Linked DNA regions of Mus musculus: regions 1, 3, 4 and 5 are each linked to region 2. Evidence: chromatin contacts called from public HiChIP or PLAC-seq and promoter capture Hi-C data. All regions are on one chromosome and are shown on one strand. Each heading gives the region's core, a stretch centred on a gene start, on an enhancer-like site or on the middle of the called end of the contact. The rest is flanking DNA. Distances are from core to core; before and after follow the strand shown. Region 1 holds the start of Serpina3f (serine (or cysteine) peptidase inhibitor, clade A, member 3F). Region 2 holds the start of Ddx24 (DEAD box helicase 24). Region 3 holds the start of Btbd7 (BTB (POZ) domain containing 7). Region 4 holds the start of Golga5 (golgi autoantigen, golgin subfamily a, 5). Region 5 holds the start of Serpina3n (serine (or cysteine) peptidase inhibitor, clade A, member 3N).

What was found. Promoter capture Hi-C pulls out the DNA fragments that hold promoters and counts their contacts. HiChIP or PLAC-seq counts read pairs in DNA pulled down with a chosen protein or histone mark.
Region 1: a contact with region 2 is called in an H3K4me3 HiChIP or PLAC-seq map of bone marrow-derived macrophages, with 4 times the contacts expected there. The contact joins the promoter of Serpina3f here to the promoter of Ddx24 in region 2.
Region 3: a contact with region 2 is called in an H3K4me3 HiChIP or PLAC-seq map of bone marrow-derived macrophages, with 5 times the contacts expected there. The contact joins the promoter of Btbd7 here to the promoter of Ddx24 in region 2. A contact is called at or near these places in 4 of 39 promoter capture datasets (the C10 cell line, embryonic stem cells and pre-B cells), 3 of 484 Hi-C or Micro-C datasets (CD4 T cells and the G1E-ER4 cell line), 2 of 115 datasets of contacts at active chromatin or transcription factors (bone marrow-derived macrophages and memory CD8 T cells) and 2 of 9 other capture datasets (adipose tissue and macrophages).
Region 4: a promoter capture Hi-C map of pre-B cells shows a contact between it and region 2, with 2.8 times the contacts expected there. The contact joins the promoter of Golga5 here to the promoter of Ddx24 in region 2. A contact is called at or near these places in 3 of 39 promoter capture datasets (liver and pre-B cells) and 1 of 115 datasets of contacts at active chromatin or transcription factors (astrocytes).
Region 5: a promoter capture Hi-C map of hippocampal neurons shows a contact between it and region 2, with 2.7 times the contacts expected there. The contact joins the promoter of Serpina3n here to the promoter of Ddx24 in region 2. A contact is called at or near these places in 6 of 39 promoter capture datasets (the 3T3-L1 cell line, 3T3-L1-derived adipocytes, embryonic stem cells and 3 more), 1 of 484 Hi-C or Micro-C datasets (cortical neurons) and 3 of 115 datasets of contacts at active chromatin or transcription factors (embryonic stem cells, forebrain and neural tube).

The regions. Positions count from the first base shown.
Region 1 is chr12:104,212,688-104,217,523 of GRCm38.p6, reverse strand. It overlaps Serpina3f (serine (or cysteine) peptidase inhibitor, clade A, member 3F), which reads right to left and starts at 2,980. Exons shown (of 6, transcript NM_001168294.1): 1 at 2,904-2,980; 2 at 2,178-2,389; 3 at 37-655. The coding sequence starts at 643.
Region 2 is chr12:103,423,706-103,429,078 of GRCm38.p6, reverse strand. It overlaps Ddx24 (DEAD box helicase 24), which reads left to right and starts at 3,232. Exons shown (of 9, transcript NM_020494.4): 1 at 3,232-3,300; 2 at 4,482-5,207. The coding sequence starts at 4,487.
Region 3 is chr12:102,876,770-102,881,593 of GRCm38.p6, reverse strand. Btbd7 (BTB (POZ) domain containing 7) reads left to right here and starts at 3,152. Exons shown (of 11, transcript NM_001377026.1): 1 at 3,152-3,378.
Region 4 is chr12:102,466,197-102,471,558 of GRCm38.p6, reverse strand. Golga5 (golgi autoantigen, golgin subfamily a, 5) reads right to left here and starts at 2,425. Exons shown (of 13, transcript NM_001199004.1): 1 at 2,196-2,425. It overlaps Gm30198 (a long non-coding RNA gene), which reads right to left. Exons shown (of 3, transcript XR_381856.1): 3 at 3,683-4,397.
Region 5 is chr12:104,403,773-104,408,696 of GRCm38.p6, reverse strand. Serpina3n (serine (or cysteine) peptidase inhibitor, clade A, member 3N) reads right to left here and starts at 1,989. Exons shown (of 5, transcript NM_009252.2): 1 at 1,902-1,989; 2 at 1-43. The coding sequence starts at 26. Gm40561 (a long non-coding RNA gene) reads left to right here and starts at 4,529. Exons shown (of 3, transcript XR_872953.1): 1 at 4,529-4,603.

The DNA.
Region 1 (4,836 bases), core at 1,731-4,230, 790 kb before region 2:
CATCTCCCTCCACTCCCAGGCAGTGACCATGCCCACCTTTAAAGTAGATGTAATTCACCAGCACCATCAATGTCCTTTTATCCAGGTCTGAAATGAGTTCCTTGATCTTCCCCTGGGTGTGATTGCTCACATAGTCATTGATGAGCTTTGTGGCCTCGAGAGGCTGCTGGAAATCTGCTGTGAAGGCCTCAGCCTGGTACAGAGCCCTTGCTTTCTCCTTGAACTCTGCCAGGATCTGCAGGTGCTTTTCAATAAACAGGGCACTGCCTGTGCTGATCTGTACCTGGTTCCCTGGCTGACTGAGAAGGTCTAGCAAGTACCTAAAGCCCTGGTGGATGTCTGGTTCAGGGGTCTCTGTGAGGTTGAACTTGAGACCTTCTAGGATTTCCTTCAGGGTGTTGCTCTTTGCTCCCAGGGACAGCAGGGCCAAGGCAGTGCAGATGCTGAATGGGGAGAAGACAACATTTTCATCTGGATTCTTCAAAACCAGCTCCTTGTAGAGGCTGAAGGCAAAGTCAGTGTTGCTGGAGGCCAGTGTTAAACTGTCCACTGATGTGATATTTTCTTGGACTTCACGGACTGCAGTGTTCCTTCCCAGGGTGACATCTGGGCAGCCAAAGACAGCAGGGGAGACACCAGCCATTACTCTCTTCTCCTGTGTGAAGGAAAAGATCCATTCAGTTTATGTTAGTTAGTGTTGTGCTGACCATCTCCTAGTTCTCTTATCTGGCCTGTTTTATGTTTGGTTACCTCTGTAACCTTCATAGGAGATGCTCTTGCCTCTGTAATGACATCAGCCTGTGCCCTGCTTCCTTTACCTATGGAGGACCTGTTGTTAATGTAGCCACTTTCCTAATAGAGAACCATTATCCAGAGAAATGAAGTGACTGCCACGAAAGGAAGTGAAGAATGCGGGATTGTGCACCAGCCTCTGTCTCCTCTCCTTTTCTGACATTGGCATAAGGACTTACTGGGAGGCAGGAACCATCTTCCTTTGCAATTGTGTGCCAACACCTCATCACCTCCCCTTAGTCTGGACTCAGGGAAAGAATCTTAGACCAGTTAGGCAGGACAGGACCCAGCCCAACCTCCAGGTGACCTGTTTAAGAAATCTCATGGCAGTGAGGTGGATCTAGAGCATGTTTCTTGGAGTGGGGATGTCAATTTGGAAAAAACACTATAATTATCTGGCTCAGTGTCAGAGCCTTGGGACCTCTGAGAACAGGTACCTATTAAAAGGACCAATAGTGGAAGGTTCTTTAACTCAAGCCAAGGTACCACCTGGTAGTTTATATCTCATTGAAAAACGGTGGGAAGAAAAGTGAGTGGAGCCTGAATCTCTCAAACCTGGACAATATTTTATTCTGGCTTTCTGGATGTCTGTGTGGTAGCAAGCAGATGGGTAAACTTCTGTGGGCAATCTGTCAAGAGGACCATGTTACATAATTATCAATAATATCTGTAATATATAATATCTTCAACATGGGAGTAGATGTGACAAATGTCCAAAGGGCCATCTCCTCTATACACACCTGTCCTGGGAGTCACAGGTACCATGAAACCCTACAAGTGATGGTTTGTGATCTTTCTGAAGACAGCTGCCCCTTTTCAGCCTCTGCAGACTGTAGGAGAGATCAGAGGAAATGCAGATACCTTAGGAGTGGGATGGGGAGGGGGAGGAGTGGGGAACGGAGAGGACAATGGGACAGGAGAAGAAGGAATGTGGAAGTGGAAGGTAGATGGGCTGTATGATGGGAGGATGAGGGGACAGGATGAAGGAGCTAAGAGAAGATGGAGGGGATAAGAGACTGGGAGATGTTGGAGAAAGGAGAGCAGGGGAGGAAGGTGTTGGAGCTTTGCCTCATGTCCCCAGGGCACTGACATGTCTGCAGAGGAGCCAGGGTCTTCAGCCACCTTTACTGTTTGTCAAACTGAGGCAACCATTTCTTTGGAAAAGCATCGGATAGTACTTTATTTCAAGATTATCTCCACAGAACACAGGCTAGTCTGTTGGTGGAGCAGTAGAATTGAGTCAGCAGCTGAGTAGTTGTCTTATCTATATTATACCTGTCTTATCAAGAAACCACAAAAACCACTGAATTATCAACTAACCAGGGCCTTTAGTTCATCTCTGTTTATAGTGCTGAGAATGAAAAATGAAAATATCAGACACTTACTGCTCATTGTTTGGAAGCTGCTGTCTTTTCCTCCACTCTCATTTTCCTAGAGCTTGTTCTTCCCTTCTCTTCTTTAGTTTTTAAGATCTTGCCAATGGCTTTGACAGCTCAGTTCTGTTGTGGATGGTCCTGGTGCTGTTTGTATTTTAGTGCTAATTCTTCTCTTCCAAGAGGGGTCTTCTGGAAGGACTCAGGTGACTGCTGTAAACCTTCTAATGAATAAAGACACCAATCACTGGGCAAGTAGGTGGGATTTCCGGGTTCTTACTATATTATACCTGTCTAGGAGAGAGTGTGGCCCTGGTTTCCTTTCCATGGAATTTCCAAGGGAAGTGGTGTCCCTGAACATAAGGCCTCTGCAGTCTGATATGAGCATAGCAGTGGTTCTCAATCTGCTGAGGGACTCTGTAACAATACTGTCCCCTCCTGGCTTCTACATCAGCACCTGAATTAGCAAGGTCTCAGTATGGACCTGTGGAGGGTCAGAAGGTGCAGGCTCCATTTGCTTTCCAGGAGCATCGCTCATGGCACCTGCAGCTTCCATAGCCATAAAGACCCAGATAAGAGTGAAGATTTTCATGCACTGCAGAAATGTTCCTGGAGTCCAATCTACTGCCCCAGATAAAAATCCTCACCCCCCCCAAAACAAAACCTTAGGTCATAGACAATACCACAAACCCAGTGAAGACTCCTTCTGTTCACCAGAGAGAAAGTATCACGCCTTACCTGCAGAGCTGGAGCAAAGGCCAGTGTCTGTGGTAGCTGGCTCCTGGTGGGCAGGGCTGCTGCCTTCCTGGTCTGCTGTTCTCTCCACTGTTTGCTGAACTATTTATTTCCACCAAGGACTGGTCCCACATCTTAGGAAATGGTGATGTATACAAGCTGTGCTCTGGGTTCTGATGGGAAATGGGTGATTTCTAGGAAATAGAACTGATAGGTTTTAGCTTGCAAAATCATTTCCTGCTGGGCAATCCCCTAACTGTTATAAATAAACATGGTAGAGGGTGTCCTGGTGTGGTTTCTGCTTTTTTAATGTTGAAAGGAGACTGTGGGAGAGGGATGTGTAATGAAGGCAAAAAGACCGGGCACAAGCACAGACCACAAGTCCCCAGGAGAGTTAAAGCTAACACTTATCCTGGGCTTTGTAAGAGAAAACAATTCTATGTCCATGCTGGAGGCACACATTCTGCAATGCTGACAGGCTTTAGCCTGCTTCTATATAAGTGTCCTGTCATGCTAGAATGGGTACATAATAAACAGAGATGTGCTTTGCACTGCTTGGCTAACTGACTTCTGAAGGGCAGCTGCCTGTGTCTGACAGTGGAAGAAATCTGAAAAGAGTCTTTGTCTGCAGAGACTGACTGGCTAATGGGAATTTGAGTTCTCTAGAGAGATTGGAGCATGGCAGGTCCTGACAGAGGCTCATTATCACCTTATCTTGTGCTAAGTTCTACCTCTATGGAACACCCATGCATTGCCTGCCTGTGTGTCAGAACTGCCATCTGTGACAATAGGATCTATTAACTTAGCAACCAGCTAGCTGCACCCCAAGAGCTAAGCATGGCAGCAGATGATGCCTTGAGTCTAGAGAGCAGCTTTCCCCATGCTGATGCTGATGCAGCTGCCTCTCTCAGGTATCCGCCCATGTCTCCTAAACTTGCCCAGGTTTGTGACTTTCTTTCTTTTGTAAAGCTATAATGATTTTGTAGAGATGATTCCTCATTGGAACAAGGAATTTGAGTGATGAAAATCTGTGTTCTCTGACAATTGTCATGCAAACTGGCTTTAGAATGAAGTATCCCTTACTCTCTTTAGGATCATAGCTGTGGATTTTGTGTCAACAGTAGGGTGAGTTCTCAGCAGCATGTGTTCGGTTCATAGCTGCAGTCCCCCAAATGGAAGTGCAGGTCCTAACAGGGAGGATTCTTGATGCCTAAGGAAAGCCTCAAGTTGGCTCTACACACACCAGGAAAGAAGATGGTCTATGGTTTATTCCTGTTCGCCAGGAAGAACCTTAATATTCCCATAAATATCAGCGACTTCAGGCAAGGGACCTAGTTTCTATTCCATGCAGACAGCCTGAATCATCTCAAAGCACCCTATACTGCTGTCATATCAAATCTTTTTTCTTCTTTCAGATGTTGCTTCTTCTCTGTGCCTGCAGGCATGAAATGGGGGGGTGGGGGGAGGAGGGAGGAGTGGGGGGAGAGGTGGGACTGGGAGGAGAGGAGGAGGGAGAAAGGGAGAGCAGAAGGGAGAAGGGAGAGTGGAGGAGAGGGGAAAGGGGTGAGGGGAGAGTGTAGAGGGAGAGAGGAGAAGGTAGAGGGAGAGGGGAGAAGGTAGAGGGAGAGAGGGGAGGGAGAGGGGGAGGGGGGGAAGGTGGGGGAGGGGGAGTAAGAGGGCCTGCCAATTTTATTCCCAATAAGATCTTCTTCCTATCTACAGACTTTAGTTTAATGTCTTCACTGCCTCTTTGCTTACATTTGGTTGTGAAACCAGGGAAAGAACACTGGGCACTTTTCACACGGTCCTATCCACCCTAACTTAAGTGTCACTTTTGAGACTCCTGGGTGTTTCTGCTGAATTCTGCTGGCTCCAGTTATCCACCACATTCAACATCAAATTTTAGAGTTGGTCATTCCAGCTCTTTCCTTTCCAC
Region 2 (5,373 bases), core at 1,983-4,482:
AAAGCGTTCAATGTACAAGCATAACGGACCTAGTGTTCAGATCCACAGAACCCATGAGGATACTGGGTGGGTATGGTAGTCCACCTGTAATCCAGCCTTCAGATAGGGGAGACAGGCGATCTCAGAGAAAAATAATTAACCATAGGAGCCTATAATAGAGAGCTCCAGCTTTATTTGAGAGACCCTCCTTCAAAGAATGAAGTGGAAAGCAATCATGGAAGAGACTTGTCAACCTCAGGCCTCCACTCATGTGCACACATGTGCACCCACACATACACACATGCACACACATGCCACAGGAATACACACGAAAAATGAAAATAGCTTATTGTAGTGGATACATAAAAACCACAACTATACACATTTGCAGTGTCCCTCGTGGTGTGGTGATATTCATGCAGACTGTATTATGTTCCTATTAGGCATTCATGCCTAGGACCTGAAACATTTACCATTATTAAGGGTAAATATAAAAACTCTGTTTTAGTGATGTTTTGAAAATAAAGTGAGTGACTCTTTATTATCTGTAGATACCCTGTGGTGCAGTCCATACTGGAACCTCTCACTTCTGGTTCCAACTAAGTACCTGCCCCCTTCTGTCCTCATCCTCTCCTGTCCCTGACCTCTGTAACCACGGTACAGTGTGTTATCAACATTGTCAGGGGCCACACGAGTCCAGTACCATGTTAGGGTACCCTCGAATCCAGTACTATATCAGGGTCCACAGGAGTCCAGTACTATGCTAGGGTTCACACAAGTTCAGTACCATGTAGTGGCTATTCCTGGTTGTCAACTTGACTCTATCTACAATGAACTACAATTCAGAATTAATTGGAAGACTCACCTGTGATCCTAATAAGGAGACTGGGAGATACAAGTTTCTGTCCTGGATCTTGGCATGGAGATCTTGAGGCATAGTGGCTATGAATTCCAGAATCTTAAGACAGGGAGATCTCTGAGTTCAAGGTCATCTGGGATTAAAGGCATGGTAGCACACACCTTTAATCTGGGCCACACCTTCTGTTGGAGACCTGTTGATGACTGGTTTTCTCTTTGCCTGCTTGCCTTGTGGGTCTAAGCAACTGCTAGATCCTTGGATTTCCATTCATAGCTGCTGCTGACCATTGTTAGGGAGTTGGACTATGTAAGTCACTAACAAATTTCCTTACTATATAGAGACTACCCATAAGTTCTGTGATGCTAGAGAACCCTAACTAACACAGTATCATTTTTCTACCTGACCTTATTAGACTAACATCATGGTCTATGGTTGTATCCACATATTCTAGCAGAGGATTTCATTCTTTTTGTGACCAAATAGTATTCTACACTGCTTGAGTGCCACAATTTCTGTATCCACTCATTGGCTGATGGATCTGTCCATTGCTTGGTTTTTTTGAAGTGTTTGATTCAGGTGTCTCCTTGACAGACTTCACTTGCTTCACATACCTTCTGAGCAGATGGTCATTCTAGTTCTTCATTCTTCAGGAATTTCCATGATGGCTGTACTTAGTTATAGCCCACAACAATGAGCCAGGCTTTGTTCCCTGTAACATTCTCACTGCAGTGAGGCCATGTCTACCTGTGGCTCTAGTTTGCATTATCCAATTGACTAGTGGCTCCCTGAGCATTTTTTTCTTGTACCTTTTAAGAAATGCTTATTTTGGTTTATTGCCCATTTTGTAAGCATATCCTTTTACAATTGAGTTTCTGAATTCTGTATTTCCTGCTTTATTAACCACATTCAGATGTGTAGTTTGTAGGATTTCCTTTACTCTTTTTTAAAAAAGATTTATTTTATTTCATGTATATGAGTACACTTAGCTGTACAATTGTTTGTGAGCTTTCATGTGGTTGTTAGGAATTGAATTTTTTTTAGGACTCCTGCTTGCTCTGGTCAACTCCCCTTGCTTTGCTTGCTCCCTCCCAAAGGTTTATTATTATAAATAAGTACACTGTGGCTGTCTTCAGACATGCCAGAAGCAGGCGTCAGATCTCATTACCAGTGTTTGTGGGCCACCATGTGGCTGCTTGAATTTGAACTCAGGACCTTAGGATGAGCAGTCAGTGCGCTACCTGCTGAGCCATCTCACCAGCCCCTCCTTTATTCTTTTTAACAAGATATCTCTTTTACGTTTTTAGGTGTATGTCTGTGCACCACGTGTTTGCAGCACCCACTGAGGCCAGAAGGGGGCATCAGATCCTCTGGTCAGGAATTATGGATGGTTGTGAGTTGCTATATGGGTGCTGGGAACTGAACACAGATCCCTCGGAAGAGCAGTCTGTGCTTGTAACCACTGAGCCAACTCTCCAGCCCGCCTTTTTTCCCCTCTCTATTCAGGGTGGTGTGCGGAAGCATTTTTGTTTTCATAAAAATTTCATGCATCTCTTTTTGCTCTTGTCTATCCTTTTGGCGTCTTGGTGAAAGTCCCTTGCCAATGACAACACTCTGTTATCTAATTCAGTGTTAGGTGTGTATCTCATAATGCTGACACGGAAAAAAAAAAACTGATCTAAGTTAAGATATAAAAGAATACATTTTCAGGTCTTCGGAGATGGCTCAGTGGGAAGCGTGCTTCCATATGCATGGAAGACTAGTTTATTTATTTTTTTAATTTATATGAGTACATTGCAGCTGTCTTCAGACACACTAGAAGAATACATTGGATCCTATTATAGATGGTTGTGAGCCACCATGTGGTTGCTGGGAATTGAACTCAGGACCTCTGGAAGAGCAGTCAGTGCTCTTAACCTCTGAGCCATCTATACAGCCTCTAAGACTAGTTTAAATCTCCAGCACAAACATCAAAAAACAATCAAACTAAACAGGCAAATGTATCGTGACCAGCTCTGTGCAGTAGGAAAGGCACTACGAACTGGAGAACATGGCTCTTTCAACCCAGGGTTAGGTGGTTTATAAATTAGGTAAGGAAATGTTTTAAGGCTCCAGGTAGTCAGTTACTCATGCATGTGGGACAGCTACTGCACACAAACCAGACAGCGATTACCCGGGCGCTTGCGCTCCCTAGCGTCCAGGAAGGAGCTCCGAAACATTGCCTAAACCATAAACAGGAAGCGTAACCTAGGCCACACAGGGCCCGCCCCCCAGCTCAGTCCTCCGAGTTCCAGCCAAAGTCCTGAGAGAGTGCCAATCAGATAGACGCTTCCGCACAGAGGCGGAACTTCCTTCCTTAGCGCGCACGCGTGCCCGGAGCTCCGCCCCGGAACTGCAGTACTGAAGCTGCTGCAGTTCCGGGTCGGGTTGGCGCAAACGGCCCGGCGTGTGAGGTGACTGCGGCGGTGAGTGCTCTTTGTGGGTTCGGAGCGGAGCAGGCCCTGGCCGGCTGCGGAGGGGCTCCCCGGTGTCTTCGAAGCATCGTGGCTCACCGGTGTCCCCACAACCTTGGTTGCCGGTGGCTCATGCTTTGCTGTGGGCATCAAGGCCCGGCAACCTCCCTTGAAGCCCTCGTGGGACTCTGGCAGAAGGCACAGGTCACTCCCCCGCGCCCTATTTCTAGTGACGTTCCCTTCACCTTGTCAAGGTGGGGCCGAGGTGCGGCGGGGGTCGGGGGGTCGCCGTGCGTCCCATGCCATCCTCACAGACGCCATGTTAAGCGGTTTTTGACGTGCGTCACTATTTCGTATTCAGATGAGGACCCAGTGCGATAAATATCTCATTATCCTCAATTTGTAGATAAGGAGACTGAGGCACAGAGATGTGCAGCAAACACCGAGCAGGATCCAGATTTGAATCGAGTTTTGCCTTACTCTCTCCACAATGTCCCTTTTCATTTAGAGAGGACCCATGTAGCGCCACTTCCACACAGATGAGTCGTGCATACTCAGACTTTAAAGACAGGGTCTTGTGTAGCCAAGGCTGGCTTTGAGCTCCTGATCTTCCATCTCCATTCCTGAGGGCAGGATACCGGCTATGTACGGTTTTACGCAGTGCTAGGGGGGGTGGAACCTAGGACTTGACGTGTTTCAACCTATCTGGCCAAGGCCAAGATGATGGAAATGGCACTTGTCTTGTTCTACCAGGGAAAAAAGCACGCCGTATCTCAGATTCTTACTCCGTGTTCAAAATGGCTTATCAAGCCTCTTTTGATACTTATTTTGTGTACAGTGTAAAATTAGTTATTATTAGATATTATCACACCCTTCTCATTTAGAAAGATTGTAACACTAAATTCTGAGAGGAGGTGGGTGGGTGGGGGTTGCATACAAAGTAAGTGTTGGAGCTAGGATCCTAACCAGAGATAGCTCATGTGTCCTTTACTGCCTGTGTCCCCTCTGCTCCAAGCCAAACTACCTATTCTGTGGGTGTGTTTCATTTTCTGGATTTGAGCATCTCCTCTATGTAAGTTAAGCCATCTCTGTGTCCTTGGCTGTTTGCAGGGTCTAGTACGTTTTAGGAAAGCGTGTGTTGCCCTAGAGCCTGTACCCCACAGTCACTAACCCAGAAGAACATTTCTTTTCAGCAACCATGAAGGTGAAGGAGACAAACTCAAAGCCAAAGTTGGCAAGCCGTGGCACGTTCCAGAGGAAGGGCATCAAGATTGTGGGGAAATGGAAGCAAGTGACGATCGACCCGAATCTGTTTGCAGATGGACAGATGGATGACCTGGTGTGCTTTGAAGAGCTGACAGATTACCGTTTAGTCAAGAATCCCTCCCGTTTGTTCTCAAGTGAGGAGACAAAGAAGAGAAAGGCCCAGGCTGTTTCAGAAGAGGAAGAAGAGGAGGAAGGACAGTCCAGCTCCCCAAAGAAAAAGATCAAGTTGAAGAAGCAGAGAGATGCGGCACGAGCTGCCGAAGGCGCTGCTGCCCAGAATGAGTATGAAGTCAAAGCGTCCGAGCCAGAGGCTCAGGGAGAAGTCACTGCTTGTTCTGATCAAAAGGTCGGAGGAGCCAAATCAGAAAGCCTGGCCCAGGCTGCTCCAAGAAAGAAGAAAAACAAAGGGAAAAAAAAATTGGATACTTTTCAGAGCACTTCCCCCAAATTGCCCAAAAAATCGAAGAAGACATGGATGGCTGAGGTGCACGACCAGAAGGCAGATGTGTCTGCCTGGAGGGACCTGTTTGTGCCCAAGGCTGTTCTGCGCGCTCTCAGCTTCTTAGGCTTCTCTGCACCTACCCCAATCCAGGCTCTGACTTTGGCCCCTGCCATCCGTGACAAACTGGACATCCTTGGAGCTGCTGAGACAGGTAAGGGCTGTTCTGTCTGTCCCAGGTATGAGAGTTTCTGGATTCAGTCCTTGGTTGTCCATAGGCTGAGAAACTGGGAGAGGGGATTGTTGGGAATGTGACCACAAAAGCCATGTGTTGCAAACATCCAGCTCTGGGCTGAAATCTGCCCCACTTGACTCTGGTA
Region 3 (4,824 bases), core at 1,903-4,402, 550 kb after region 2:
AAACATTTTTCCATTCACCATTTGTCTATTGCTCACATCTGTGCAGCCAGTTGACAACACTCATCAGCTCTAGGGGAATCCCTCTCCCCTTTGTGACGGCTTTAGGGGGGTTATCTCTGTGCACATGAAACCCTTTTGATCCATTTTTGTTATTGCTGCTGTTGTTGCACAGCATGGCGTCAGGTTTGGTGTCTCCGATGGCCATTTGTGCTGCTTTTCCTATGGTTTTGAGTTCTTGAAGGAAACACTGCGAGTAATCCCAGCACGGTGAGATGCCCTAGCTGTCCTGGAACTCACTCTGTAGACCAGACTGGCCTCAAACTCAGAAATCTGCCTGCCTCTGCCTCCCAAGTGCTGGGATTAAAGGCGTGCGCCACCACACCCGGCTTTCGTCCAGCTTCTTGATGCTGTGAGTCAGGAGCTTCCAGAAACCAGTGGGCAGCATGTACCCAGTTCTCTTGTTGTTTCTTAACCAAATGTTGAGCATCAGAGTCTGTCCCTTGGATCTGCACGAATCCTGTTGTCATTACCCCTGACATTACTGTCATTTCTGTTAGTTGTCCTTAACTCTGACATATCGGTGAGCAGGGTGAATTTCTGGGTCCTCCTTTGGGTGCTCTCAGGCTTTCTCAGAGATCGGAGGGCAGCCATAACATCTCATAGGAGATGGCAGCCACCTTTAGGCGGCTCTGGAAGCAGGAAGGAGAACTGGAGTAAACAGAATCCTTTTTTGAACAACAGTTACAGTTTCTGATATAATTGACAGACCTTCAGGAATTAGAATAGGGGCAGCCTGCATGCTGCACCAGGAAACGGTAAACTAATAAATCCAAGAGGAACTCCTTTTTGAAAGAAAGCAGTTAATAATTCAATAGGGAAAATACAATATACTTTAAAATGTTTTTAAAAGGTCAGGAAAATATTCAAAGAAATAACAGTTCTTCTATTAGAAGTTGACAGAAACAATTTATGCCCTTTAACTGAATACCAAATCACTAAAACAAGAAAGCTCAAATTTTCTTTTACAGAGACTAGGAAGATAGGGGTATAGTGCTTGCCATGCAATTGAATGAGACCTCCAGAACCCGTGGAAAGCTGCACACAGTCTCTTCATCTATAATCTCGGTGCTACTTCGGAGAGATGGGAGACAGAGAGCTCACAGGCCAGCTGGACAGAAATAAAAAGTGACTTACCTCAAAGGGAAAGGGTAAGACTGACTCCTGAGTTTGTCCTCTGTCCTGCACAACCACACACACACACACACACACACACACACCCCCCACATATTCAATTAAACAAAAAAGAAAGAAGAGAGAGAGAGAGAGAGAGAAAGGAAGGAAGGAAGGAAGGAAAGAAGAAAGGGAAGGAAAAGAAAAGAAAAAAAGAAAAGAAAAGAAAAAAGAAAAGAAAAGAAAAGAAAAGAAAAGAAAAAGAAGGGGCTGGAACCCTTTTTACCACAAAACAGGAAAAAAAAAAAAAAACCTACAGAAGCCAAACCCATGACAAAATTTCATTGCTTCTATCCTTTGAAACTTATCTAAACCTGTATACAACATACCACCAACCAGGAAAAAAGAAGAAGAAGAAAAAAAACAGACTTGCAAAACACAGTTTTTATTCATAGAGAGCCAAGGGCATGGAACCTCAAAAGCAAATTTCAAATCCATCTCCCAGAGAAGTGGAAAAGGGTACATTTATTGGACCAAGTTCCACAAGCTCTAACTTGACTATCATGACCCATATATCAGCAATGTTGCACACAGTCAACTGAACGAAGTCGGTCATCAAGCAAAGTGGATTGATGGGCCTGATGATACACACCCTTGTAATCCCAGTGCTTTAGGTGGAACTAGGAACAGTTCAAGGTCAATTTCAGCAAGCCAAAGTTTAGCCTAGGCTACATATGGGTCTCAATACAAATACTTTTCCCCTCCCATACCCCAATCCATTGAGAAAGTAAATAAGTGTTAAGGGCTGGTTAAATCTTTAATTGATTAGGTTAAATCGAGTTAATTTATTGAGGAACTAAGGACAGGAGCTTTTTATTCAGAAGTCCTTTTTAAAATGACCATAAAGAGGCCCAAAACATGGAACAGTGATTTAAAGCACCTGTTGCTTTTGCAGAGGGCCTGGGCTCGATTCCCAGCACCCACATGGTGACTATACCACCATCTGTGACTCTAGTTCAGGGGATCTGTGGGCACCCATGTGGCGCACATACATTCAGGCAAAACATTCATACACATAAAAAATTAATCTAACACTATCAAAAAAAGAAATGTAACAGGAAAGACTAGGGAAAGACGGAAAACGCAAATTCCTGAAGGACACTGCCTGGATTCTTGGCTTGGCTTGCCCGCTTCCCTAGCTGTAAAACAGTGATAATAACGCGGGTCCCAGCTACCTCAAAGGGCAGTTTTGGCATCCAGACAGAAACCATGTATTTAACTGTGTTTTGAAAACTGTAGGGCACTCCATAAATGTAAGCCGTTTTTGTTACTGCCTCGCTGTAATTATGGCAAAATCACAAACAAGGGCTGTTTATGGAAGAGATCTGGCTCTCCCATGGGGGGCACTGTGAATTCCATCAGCCTAGTTCTTTGTTACTGAAACTTTTCAGTATCTTTTTTTTCTCAAATACTAGGTAACTAGCAAAGTACTACATATAAAAGTACCAAGAAGACAAAATAGTTTTAGAAATTCTTAACAAAAAAGAAGCCACAGAAACGCAAAGTCGGCCAGGAAGGAATTTTCCTCCGGATCGCAGTTCTTTTTGAGGCAAGCATTTTATGCCAACACCCGGTGGGTGGCGGCTGCCCAGAGGAAACGAAACAGTGGAACTGGCCTTCCCCTGCATAGCGATGATTATTCCATTTAGATACAAAGAATAACAAGCTACAATTCCCGGAGCTGTGCAGGATGCTGCAACAAGTACCCCGCGCCCCTTCGCACCTCCCTCGGGCAGGCAGAGCCAGAAGAATGCGCGCGCACTCGCCTCTTGGCCTGAGCCCCTGGGAACGCGCCTCCCTAGCCTGCCCCTCCTCCCCAAGCCGGCGCGCCGACGTCGGGTCACGTGACGTGGGCGAGCCGACAGCGGGGGCGGGCGGGGCCGTCCGGCTCCGCAGAGCGGCGCAGGCGCGCCAGGGCCGCGCGAGGCGAGCCCCTCCTGCTCCCTGTCGGAGTCAAAATGGCGACGGGGGGAACCTGGAGTGGTCCCGGAGCCTAAGCCACTGACAGGAGAGGGGAGGGCGGCGGCGGCGGCTGGAGGAGAATGGCCGCGGGGGCTGGCGCCAGTGCGGACGACGGCGCTGGGGGCGGCGGCGGCGGAGGCGACGGCAGCGGTCCCAGCAGCAGTCGCGGCGGGAGGAGCCTCCGAGGTGAGTGTCCCTCGGTGTCCGAGGCTTGAGGAGCCGTCTCGCCGGCCCCGCGCGGCCCGGGACGTCCGGCTGCCGGCAGGGGCGGTGGTTGGGCGTGGTGGCGCCTCGGCCGAGGCCCGGACGCCGCGGGGTTGCCGAGGCGCTGGCCAGCTCGGCCGTCTAGGGCCCAGCGCGCCGGCGGCGGCGCGGGACGGGGGCCTCCCGGTCCCCGCGCCCTGAGGGGCGGGCCGGACAGCGCGCCGCCGAGCGGGCCGTGACCGAGGCGCGGCGCTCAGGGCCGGAGGGCGCGCGGCTCCCCCACCCCCGCCCGGGTGGCCGCCGGGACGAGCCCCTAGCGCCGGGCTGCGAGGGGCGGGACCCGCCGCACCCTGCGCTCGGGAACCCACACCCGGCGCGGACTCCTGTTTACGGGCTGCGGGGTGGGCGTGAGGCCGCTGGGGAGGGCCGGAGCTTGGGGGGGAGGGGGGAGCAGGCCTGGGGAGGACCACTCCCCGCGGGCGAAGTGAAAGCGTCCCGGAGTGAGTGCTCTGGGAGGACCGAGACTGGCGTTGAGCTTTGACAGGTAGGTGGGGGAGACAATACGGAGCGGAGCTTCGGCTGGAGCCGCGGAGGCTAAGCTAGCTTAGCTCCCGGGAGGACTTGGCGAAAGGCGTGCCTACCTTCCCTCCTGCTCTGCTGTTTCTCCCTTCCACGCACTCACACTCTCGCTCTCGCTCACACTCCAGGGTGAGAACTTTCTCGCCGTCTTCGGAGAAACTCCGAGGAGTGTTGTATCCGCTTTGAACCACCACAGCGCCTCTCCCATACCAGCACACATAATAAGTACTCTGGAGTAGGCCGAATTTGCAGAGCAGTCTCGGTTCTCTGGCCCAGGGCACTGGCCCCTCGGCTCAAGCTTCTTACAGTGACGGAGCAAGGAAGAAGCGTTTTTTGCAGATAAATTAGCTTTTCCAGCAGACGTTATCTTTTGTCTCTGCGTAGCGTCTATGGCTCACCCATTACTCACATTGTCTTCTTTGTAAGTCTGGAAGAAAGACTTGAAGTTATATGAACCGTACATTCTTCATAGCAGCTGTGATTCGACTGGTCTTGGAATTTTGGAGTCAGGAACACCTTTAGAGATTGGGCGTGTTCTAAAGTGGGGGAATTGGACGCGGAAAGGTGCGATTCTGTGGGTCATGTAGCTGGGGAGGGGTGAGACCTAAACTAGGATCTCGGCTTCTGCAGGTGAGGAAGAGCTCTTTTCACTCCACTCCAGCACTACTGTTTGTGGGTAGCTTTCACCACCGCTGCTCAGCTCAATCCCTAGGCCGTTGCACAGTAAAGTTGAACACAGAAACGAGTATCTCTCTGTGACCCTCGCAGCTACCTCAAAATAGCTGCTAAAGAGGCCAGCCCACCCAACACCATATTTAATAAAATTTAGTAACATTTCACTTGAAGTTT
Region 4 (5,362 bases), core at 1,176-3,675, 960 kb after region 2:
TAAAATAAATCTAAAAAAGAAAAAAGAAACACAGACTTTAAAGATGTAATTTAAACTGATGTCTATTATTAGAAGAGATATATACACAAATAGTCATAAAGAGAGACCATGTAAAAGCAGGAGAGAAGACAGCTAGCTCTAAGGCAAAAGGAAATCCTCAGAAGTCAGCCTTCAGACAGCTGAGCAGGTAAAAGCCCTAGCCCTGAAGCTTGACAGTCTGAATTCAAACCACAGAACCTACTGATGAATGAGGCAGAAGCCCCAAGAAAATTGTCCTCTGGTCACAAATATGCCCACATTTACAAGTGCACACACAACTAGTAAGTAAAATAATAATAATATAAACAAGTCAACCTAGCCAATACCTTTATTGTGGCCTTAGAACTGTGAGAAAAGTCAATTTCTACTGTTAATCCCTCTGGCCTATGATACTTTTTCATGGGTGTCATAACAAACTCATACAGGATTCAAACAGAAAAAAAAAAATGCTTGGCAAAATTCCAGCACAACCAAATAAAAAGCCTCTGAAATTTGTTTCAAAGGGCTGAACTTGGAAAAAAAAAAAAGAAAACAGAAAAACAAAACAAAACAAACCAAGAAACCCCACTTGATTATCACAAAGTTACTACTGTTAAAGTGAAGCACTCCTGCTAGGTGGTGGTGGCACAGGCCTTTATTCCCAGCACTTGGGAGGCAGAGGCAGGTGGATCTTTGAATTTGATGCTATCCCGGTCTACAGAGTGAGTTTCAGGACAGCCAGGGGATACAGAGGGAAATCCTATCTTGAAAAAACAGTAACAAACAAAACTAACAGTGAAGCACTCCTGTGATTTATGTATGCAGCATATATAGGTCTAAAGTAAATTTTCAGTAATTTAAATATTTAGTACCTACCATGTGCATGTCCAGCTGAGTTCAATTTTTTTTTTAAAAAAATGACTGTATAAATTATCTATTTAACCAACACATGGAAAAAACTTCCAGGTGCCAAAGTCAAGGCCACGAAGTAAAATTAACCTTTAAGCTGTAGAATGAAGTAAACTACAAAGTCAACAGTGTTGGTTGAATGTGGTCAGTGTCCCTTTGGCTTGGAACTATTAGATCTTGGGCTTTCTTCACTAAATTGGCATCAGAGTTGTCTTTCCTTCCCTTCTATGCTAGGTCTTTTTATTCTGTGTGCATGCCCTTCTTTTGCCTTACACTGCTTCAGGTTGTTGCAACTGTTGTTTTAAAACATGTCTCTCCCTGCTGGGGAAGGGGGAGTGGGTGGATACACACAATGCCTGGTTTGCTCAATGATAAATTCCAATTCTAGCCCACACACAGGCACTCCTAGAAACACTACTGAAGTAATTCATCCTTATATGTCAAGTGTTGTGCAAACACTATCACTAAAAATAATATAATATAAAAATAAAATAATAAAAATAATATAGTAACATAATGCTCAGCTACATTATATGGCAAACTGTAAAGTCCTTTAGAAACAAATAAAGATGGATATGGCTTAGAAAGATCCTGGAACTTCGATGGCACCTCAGACACTGGAATCTAGGTCAACCTAGAGGTAAACCCACCTTTTAACCTCTCCGCTCTAACCTCGTCGGAAGTTAACTGTTTCAACACACTCTTTAGGAAACCCATTTAAGTGTGTATTTCAATTTATGAGAAACCAAATGAAAAAGGAATGTAACATGCCTTCTGACTTATAAAACGTTACACAAGCTCGATGTAAAAATTAGTGATGAGCGAGAGAAAAGTAGCTCTCCTAATAAAAAAAAGCCTGAAGACAATTAATGTCTTGCCTCCCATCTGAAAGTTAACGGGGCTTTAAAACATATCTTTCACGTGGATCGTAGACACTAAACCTGAGCTCTTATCTCAGTGACAGACTCCAAGAGGGGACTTCCCGTGGTGCAAAGCCACCGGGAAGGTCAGATGTCACACAGAGGCGGGGGTCAGGGGTCAGGCCCGGCGGTGTGACCACGGGTCCCCGAGAGGCGAGAACACATCGTACTGGGTCCCCAGAGCAGAGTCGGGGTGGAGGGCGGGTCAGCCTCGGTATCCGGAGGCTACGGGGCTCTGGCATCCCCTTCCTTGTCCCTGAGCGAAGACGAGCACGACAGCGCTCGGGAAAGGCGGAGACCGGGTCCCGCAGGCCAAGCCGTCCCGCCCGCGGCCTGGTCGCGCCTCACCTGAGGACGCCGAGCGGCAGCACCGCGGCCTCGTCGCCCGCCCGGGCCGCCACAGCAGCCCGCTGCTCCCGGACCTGCCGGCTAGCTCTTCCGGGAGACGTGGAAGGGCGGCGAGGACCTCAAAACAGAGTGGCCAACGAGCTGCCTGAGTGGCCGGAAGCTGAGCGCCGCCGGCCGCCTAGCAGGTCACTCAGGCGGCGGCGCCGGCGGCCGCGGGGCCCTAGCGCCAGGCCACGCCCCCTTCCGTCTGCCGCCGAACCGGGTGCCGCGCCAGCGTGCGTGTGACGTAACGCCGCCGGCACGCGGCCTCCACAACATTGCGGAGCACGCCCACAACGGGGGGCAGGGTCCCGAGCACCACAGGGGCGGGCCCAAGCCAAACTGGGCGGGGCATGAGCCGGCCCAGGCCTCTGAGCTCCTCCTCCCTTTCAAAAGTTTTACACGTGAGGATTTCGAGGCAGAGACTGGAACTGTCTAATCCCTGGGCCTGTGGGATGGTTCAGTAAATAGAGTACATAGATAAATAGCCAGGACTAACGGCCTGAGTTCTGAGTTCTGAGTTCATTCACAAAGCACACACACACACACACACACACACACACACACACACAAATTAAAAATACAAGGGCTGTGGAACAACATTATGAACTAACAGTACCCCGGAGCTCTTGACTCTAGCTGCATATGTATCAAAAGATGGCCTAGTCGGCCATCACTGGAAAGAGAGGCCCATTGGACTTGCAAACTTTATATGCCCAGTACAAGGGAACGCCAGGGCCAAAAAGTGGGAGTGGGTGGGAGGGTATGGGGGACTTTTTGGGATAGCATTGGAAATGTAAATGAGAAAAATACCTAATTTTAAAAAAACTGGGAAAGGGGATAACATTTGAAATGTAAACAAAAAAAATATCCAATTAAAAAAAAAATACAAGGGCTGGAGAGGTGGCTCAGTGGTTAAGAGCACTGGCTGCTTGCTCTTCCAGAGGTCCTGAGGTCAATGGCTCACAACCAACTGTAATGGGATGGGATCTGGTGCCCTCTCCTGGTGTGCCTGAGGGCAGCTACAGTGTACTCATATAAATGAAATAAATCTTTAAAAGAAAAAAAGAATACAATTTAAAGGGATGGGGTGAAGAACTCGGGAAGGGGGGACCAGTAAGGGGGGCAACATTTGGAATGTAAATACATAAAATAGTATAAGAAAAAAAATAAAAGAATACAATTTTTTAAAAAGAACCTGCTTTCAAGTGACAGAGATGGATTTTGCCTAAACTAATGAATCAACAATAGTTCAGAGCCTTTTGTAAACCAAGAGAAACAGGGAGAAGTATCCCGAGGTAGGAAAATAAGTCAGTTTGTGAGGGTTCCTTGTAGAAAAGATAACTTGAACTGAGACTATTATTCAATAGTGCTATAGTTATATTTTGCATACAGCTCACAGACTTTTTGAAATGGGTTTTTAAAAAGAAAATCTGTGTTCAATAATTCACTGAAGGCTACATCTACTGGGTAAACAGGACCAGGCTAATTTCGCCAACTGAAAAGCCTATGGTAAATTCTCAAGTAAGTGCGTTTGGGCATTGAGGAAACTAAGACTCAGAGATGTTAAATAATCTGGTTCCAATATTATCTGTCCTTAAAAGGGAGGTGTCCATCTCACTCCAAAGTCTGTGCCCCTAGACTCAAATTTTTATTGTCTCTGCATTGAATATGGGGAATAACTACAAGCCATTTTCTTCCTATTAAGTCAGGTTTAATCCAACTCAGTAGTGAGACTAACTCCCAGCAGAAGCCGAAAATCACTGTTGCTGTGATCTTAGAGCCCTTCTTAAGTGGAGAACAGTTTCAGGATCCTTGAGCGGCTCCATTCTCACAATGCCGTAAGGAGTGTCTTGCTCTTATTGTGTGGTAACTGGCATTGCAGTTCTCAACTAATTCTAACTAAGCTGTTCTTCCTGTTAAGGGCTATTTATCATCAGTGGTTGCTAGGTGACTGTCCTACATCCCAAGATGGAGATATCCTTTCCAGCTCCACTGATGACAGTTTGATCATATGATCTACCATTCACTGCTGGAATGTAGACAGGCCTAACTATATACAAGCCTAAACGTTCAGAGTTAGGCAATGGTGTGTTTCCTCCAGTTCTTTTTCTTCTTGAGAGAGAGCAGCTCCAAGCTAGGGTTATTCTGCTAGACTGAGTCCTGAAAGGAAGAAAATGAAGCAGTAAATAGTCCACATCTAACATGTGGTCAGTTAGAAATAGTTCTTTGCAGTTACGGGCTAGTGAGATTTAAGACTGGCTTTTCCACAGCCTAACTAATGAAACCTAATACATCACCCTATTTTACAGATAAAGCACAAAATGCAGTAAGGTGTAAATGCAAACAAGTTATTTTTCTCTTGCTGTAAGAAGTTGAGACAGAATCAAATCTTCCTCAATGAAAATATTGGCCGTGGACAGGCTGCCAAAAAGTATTTTGAGGACTGGGGCTGTAGCTCAGATGATAGTGTGCTTGAGTTATAGGTATGAAGCACTGAGTTTGATCACAAACACTGCATAATTTGGGCCTGATGGTGTATGCCTATAATCCTACCACTTGGGAGATTGAGGACAAAGGATAAGAAATCATAGACATGTTCAGCTACGTGACAAGTTCAAGGCCAGCCTGGGATACACGAGACTGTAACCTGTCAGCTGAAACAAACACTTTCCTCCCAAGTTGCCTTTGGTTGTGGTGTTTACCACAGCAACAGAACCCCTCAAATGGATACAGGTCATGAAACGTTGAGCAAAATAAACTCTTCCCTTGAGTTGCTTCTTGTCAGCTATTTGATCACAGCAAGGGACAGAGAAGTTAATAAAGATGTCCCCATCTAAAAGGAGAGAGTGATGGAGAGGAAAATATCACAGAAAATAATAGTCCCAAACTCCCCAAGTTTGATGAAAACATTAATATGTATATCCAAGAAACCCAGTCATCTCTGAAGAAAATAAATACAGAATTCCACTTGTGTACATGAAAGATGGAGAAAAAAATTATAAAGGTGAGGCTGGAGAAATTGCTTAGTGGTTAAGAGCACTGGTTATTCTTCCAAAGGGTGCAGGTTCAATTCCCAGCACCTACATGACAGCTCATAACAGTAACTACAGGCTTAGGGGATCTGA
Region 5 (4,924 bases), core at 740-3,239, 980 kb before region 2:
AGCCCCAGAGCTGCAATGAAGGCCATCTTCTGTGTTCTGCAGTCTGAAAGGAAAACATCCTTTGAGTCTGGGAGGACCAGCTGGTGCTCTGACCATCTCTTAGTTCTCCCACCTGCCTGTCATTGTGCCCTGCTCTACTGCCCTTCCTGCCTCTGTGGTTGCACATGGGAGGTGCTCTGGCCACTCGGATGACACCATGTGTTCCCTACTATCACGGAGGAAGTGCTGCTGCAGAAGCCAGTTTTCCTAACAGAGAATCAAATACTCAAGAGAGTTAAAGGGCTATGCCAGGGTTCAAAGAGCAGGCCAAATAGGAGCTGGGGAGGGGTGTAAGCCCTGTCTCCCCAGGGTCTTCTCTCTTTCTCTCATGGCAACGGACCCATTAGAAGGCAGGGATTCCTCTTCCTTTGCAATAGTTCCCTTCCTCAAAGTTCCCGCCTGTCATTCCTGGTAGGCAGACCTCAGCAGCCTTGAAGCAGAAATGAGCACAGGGTCTATCTTTGCCTTTTGGTGACAAGTCTACCAAATCTCAAAACCGTGGCCTGAATCCAGAGCATGTTTCTGGGAGTGTGGATGTCAATTGAGAAGAAGCACTGGAGACACCCGGTGCAGAGCCAAAGCCTTGAAACTTCTGAGAACAGGCCATTAGTGGGGTCAGTATGGGAAGGTTCTATCTGCCCTGCCTGGGAACCACATGGTTGTTTGTACCTCAGGCTTGGAAGGCTTCCTGGTGAGAAGAAGAATGAGCGGTATCAGTCTCTGACACCTGGACCAGATCTCATGTTGGCTGTCAGGATGGCTGTGTGGTAAAAGCAAATAGGTGGACCTTTCTGTGTAGCTTGGTGAGGGGTCCAGGTTACATTATTGGTAAGTGGCTGGCTTGTTGTGGGCATTGGAAGTGGTTGTCTGGAATGTCTAGGGGTCCATCTCCTCTATATCCACCTGGAGTGGGGACCACAGGCATCCTAATGGACTATAGTTGAACGCCTGCAATCTTACCTTTAGTCTCTGGCCATTTGTACAGGTGTCCAAAGGTGAAGGTGGATGGTAAATGAACAGGGATAGAGGAAGAAGAGAAGGGGGAAAGCAGGAGTTTGGAGAAAGAAAGGAGTGAAAAGTAGAAGAAAGAGGAACATGGAGGTAGAAGGAGGGGGGTCAGGGAAAGGAGGATGGAGCCGAGGGAAGATGGAGAGGAGAGGAGAGAATTGGAAGGCCCAGAGGAGTGTTGGTGCTAGCCACTTGTGCAAATAAATGGCTGTGACGTGTCTGCAGATGAGCCAGGGACTTAAGCAACTTGGCTGATTTTATTTTCAGTCCGATGCAACCATTTCTTTGGAAAAGCACTAAACAATATTTTGCACCAAAAATATTTCCAGAGAAAAGAGGCTGCTCGGTTCATACAGCAGGAGACGTGGCTCAGTGACTGAGCCATCTTTGCTTCCCTAGTTGAGGGGGAAGCCCCTCTGCTTGCCTAGGGGATCTGGTATCTAAGAGGGAAGTGGAGTCCCAACCCCCCAGGCATCTCTTCTGTGATGTGAGCAAGGCAGAGCTGCCACCTCCCCAACAGTGACTCTGCAACAGTCCGGTCTCACCCTAGCTATGACTGCAGCATGCAAGCTAGACATGTCTCTAAACCTCCCCCCCCCCTTGGAGTCAGAGAAGCAGGCTCCATTTACTCTCCACGAGCAGAGACCACAGCATCTGTATCTTCCACAGGGAAGAGAAACTGACCGGAGAGAAGATTTTATGAACCCAAGAAAGGTTCCCTGATTGTAAGCCAGTATCTCAGCCAAAGCCCTTGCCCCACCCCCACAAACACAGGTTGCAGGCAGTAGCCAGTACCGCACAGTCCTGGGAAGGTTCCTTCTCTGTCCCTGGAGTCAAGGAATCCTGGGCTTTACCTACAGAGCTGAAACCAGCCAGCTGCCAGCCTCTGTGATAGCTGACTCCCGATGTTCAGGGTTGCCGCTTGCCTGGCATGTTGTCCCCAGTGCACATTAAAGCCTATTTATTCCCATCAAGGGCTCCTCCCTCCTCTTAGGAAATGCTGGCATGGACAAGCTGTGCTCTGTGCTCAGACTGGAAATGAACAGACTGGATGATTTCTGGTAACATGGATTTGTAGCCTCTATCAGAACTCCTTCCTGATGGGAAAAGCCCCACCTCTGTTCTACACAAGCCCACTGCTGTACTGGACAAGTCTTCTGTTTATGAAATGCTTCAGAGTCGATGTGGAAAGGGGGAGAAGTCAGAAGCAAAAGGAAAGTGCACAGCCCTCCTTGTCTCCTGGAAGGCTGCAGCTAACATTTGTTTTGGACTGTCTAAATCATTTAGGAAAGAACAGAGCAACTCTGTCTGTCCTTCCAGTTTCTCTAGGGAAACTTACATATTAATAAACACATGCTTGATGCTGACAGAAGCTGTCTACATCTATATCTGTCCTGTCAGGAATGGCCATATCCTAAATAGAGACTTGTCTTTGCCTCTTTATGCCACATTTCCCAACCTTTCTGTCGGGTAGGAATATCATGGCCAAATCACACTTTTCCTTTCACACTTCTCCTCCTCCTCCTCCTCTTTCTCCTCTTCCTCCTCCTTCTTTATAAAAAGATTTATTTTATTTATATGAGTACACTGCAGCTGTTTTCAGAAACAGCAGAAGAGGGCATCAGATCCCATTACAGATGGTTGTGAGCCACCATGTGGTTGCTGGGAATTGAACTCAGGACCCATGGAAGAGCAGTGAGTGTGTTTAACCACTGAGCCATCTCTCCAGCCCCTCTTTTACACTTTTTATGCTCATCCAGCTCCCTCTAGTATTTTCCCTCTCCTAAACTCTAAAGAGCCTCTTTGTCTACTGACACCTACTAATGCTTTAATGTATCCTCTTCCACATTCCCTCATTGACCCCAAAGCATAGGATACTGTTCCTCTTTTAGAGCGGTCACATCAGCACCCCCATTAAGATCCTACTTCAGGACCCTACCTTTACCCCTGTATCACTTTGTACAAGGCTTAAAACCTCTCATACAGCAGCTGCTTATTAAGGTGCTCTCAAGCGCACTCTTTTAGCCTGTATCACCCTTGCCTTGCCCATCCCAAAGTCTTTTACTGGCAATGCTCAGGACCTCAGCATCATCAGAACAGCATCCTTCCTATCCCATGCTCAGGACCTCAGCATCATCAGCACAGCATCCTTCCTATTCCATGCTCAGGACCTCAGCATCATCAGCACAGCATCTTTCCTATTCCATGCTCAGGACCTCAGCATCATCAGCACAGCATCCTTCCTATCCCATGCTCAGGACCTCAGCATCATCAGCACAGCATCCTTCCTATCCCATGCTCAGGACCTCAGCATCACTGGCACAACATCCTTCCTATCCCATGCTCAGGACCTCAGCATCATCAGCACAGCATCATTCCTATCCCATGCTCAGGACCTCAGCATCACTGGCACAACATCCTTCCTATCCCATGCTCAGGACCTCAGCATCATCAGCACAGCATCATTCCTATCCCATGCTCAGGACCTCAGCATCACTGGCACAACATCCTTCCTATCCCATGCTCAGGACCTCAGCATCACTGGCACAGCATCTTTCCTATCCCATGCTCAGGACCTCAGCATCATCAGCATAGCATTCTTCCTATCCCTTGCAGTGGTGCCTAACCCTCATAGTAGACTTTCTCACTCTCTTCCTCTACTTCTTTCTTTACTGTATACTAAGGATACTTTATCATTCCTTCACACCCAGGTAACAACACTTCATCTTACTTGGACTATCTGCCCTAGGGGATCTGATTTAGTCCCCATTACTTCAACCAGGCTCTGGCCACTGACTTCCTTTCTCTCAACCCGCCCCCGCCCCCCCCCCCCACACCCCAGCAGGTTAAACCTGTATGTAGATGACCTTATACCATGCTGTCCCTCACTCTGCTGCTTTGAAGCAGCATTCAAGAACCCCTCTTGGGCTGGAAGTGAAGGCTCAGTGGCTAAGAATGCTGGCTCCTCTTCCAGAGGTCCAGAGTTCAATTCTCAGCAACCACATGGTGGCTATTAACCATCTGTATTGGGATTCAATGCCCAGTTCTGGTTTGTTTGAAAATAGTGATAATGTACTCATATACATAAAATAAATGAATCTTTAAAAGAAAGATGTATTTCTAAAAAAAAAAAAAAAAGAACCCCTCTTCTCAGGTAGGAGAGGACTGAGAGCCAACTAGTTTGAGACTAAATGAGGAATAAGATACCTTGTATATTGTTGTATATTCTTTGTAGGTTAAAGTTTCTGTATTTAGGTAAGAGAGTTAGGGATGGATTTCTGTTTGTCCTGTGCAGGTTGAGGTTTTTGTTTGTAGTTGTAGAATAAAATCATTTTTGTCCCGTGCTAAGTCCTTGTAATTTAAAATGAGAGCAAAACAGGAAAAGTCAACCTTGCAGGTTACTGGTTCTGTTTGCAGTTGAGACAGTTAAGAACAAAGTCCTGTTTTTCTGTCCCGTGTTTGTTTGACCCACCTGCCCTGGATGTGCTCGATCACACGTGGGCAAGAGGTACTTGGGCGGGAAACATGTCAGGGCATATGCTTGCCCTCATTGGAGGTAGGTAGGAGGTGCATAGGCAGGGAGGATGTCAGGATGTGCACTTGCCCCTAATTCATTCTGATGGGAAATGCAGTGAATTTTGGGCTTTGCCATTTTAAGCTGCTGCAAAAATGTGTGACTCATAGCCATTTTCTGGGAACCTAGATATGGACCTGGCCAAAGCCCACCCACATGTCCACTATGTAATCTTTATGCCATCACTAATTCTTTCAATTGGCTTATAATTTGTAGTAATGGTTTTATTGTCTGATAGTGGGATGAACAGTTTTTGTTTGCACTTACAACAGTTGAAAAGAAGTTCCTGTTTATCTTGTGTTA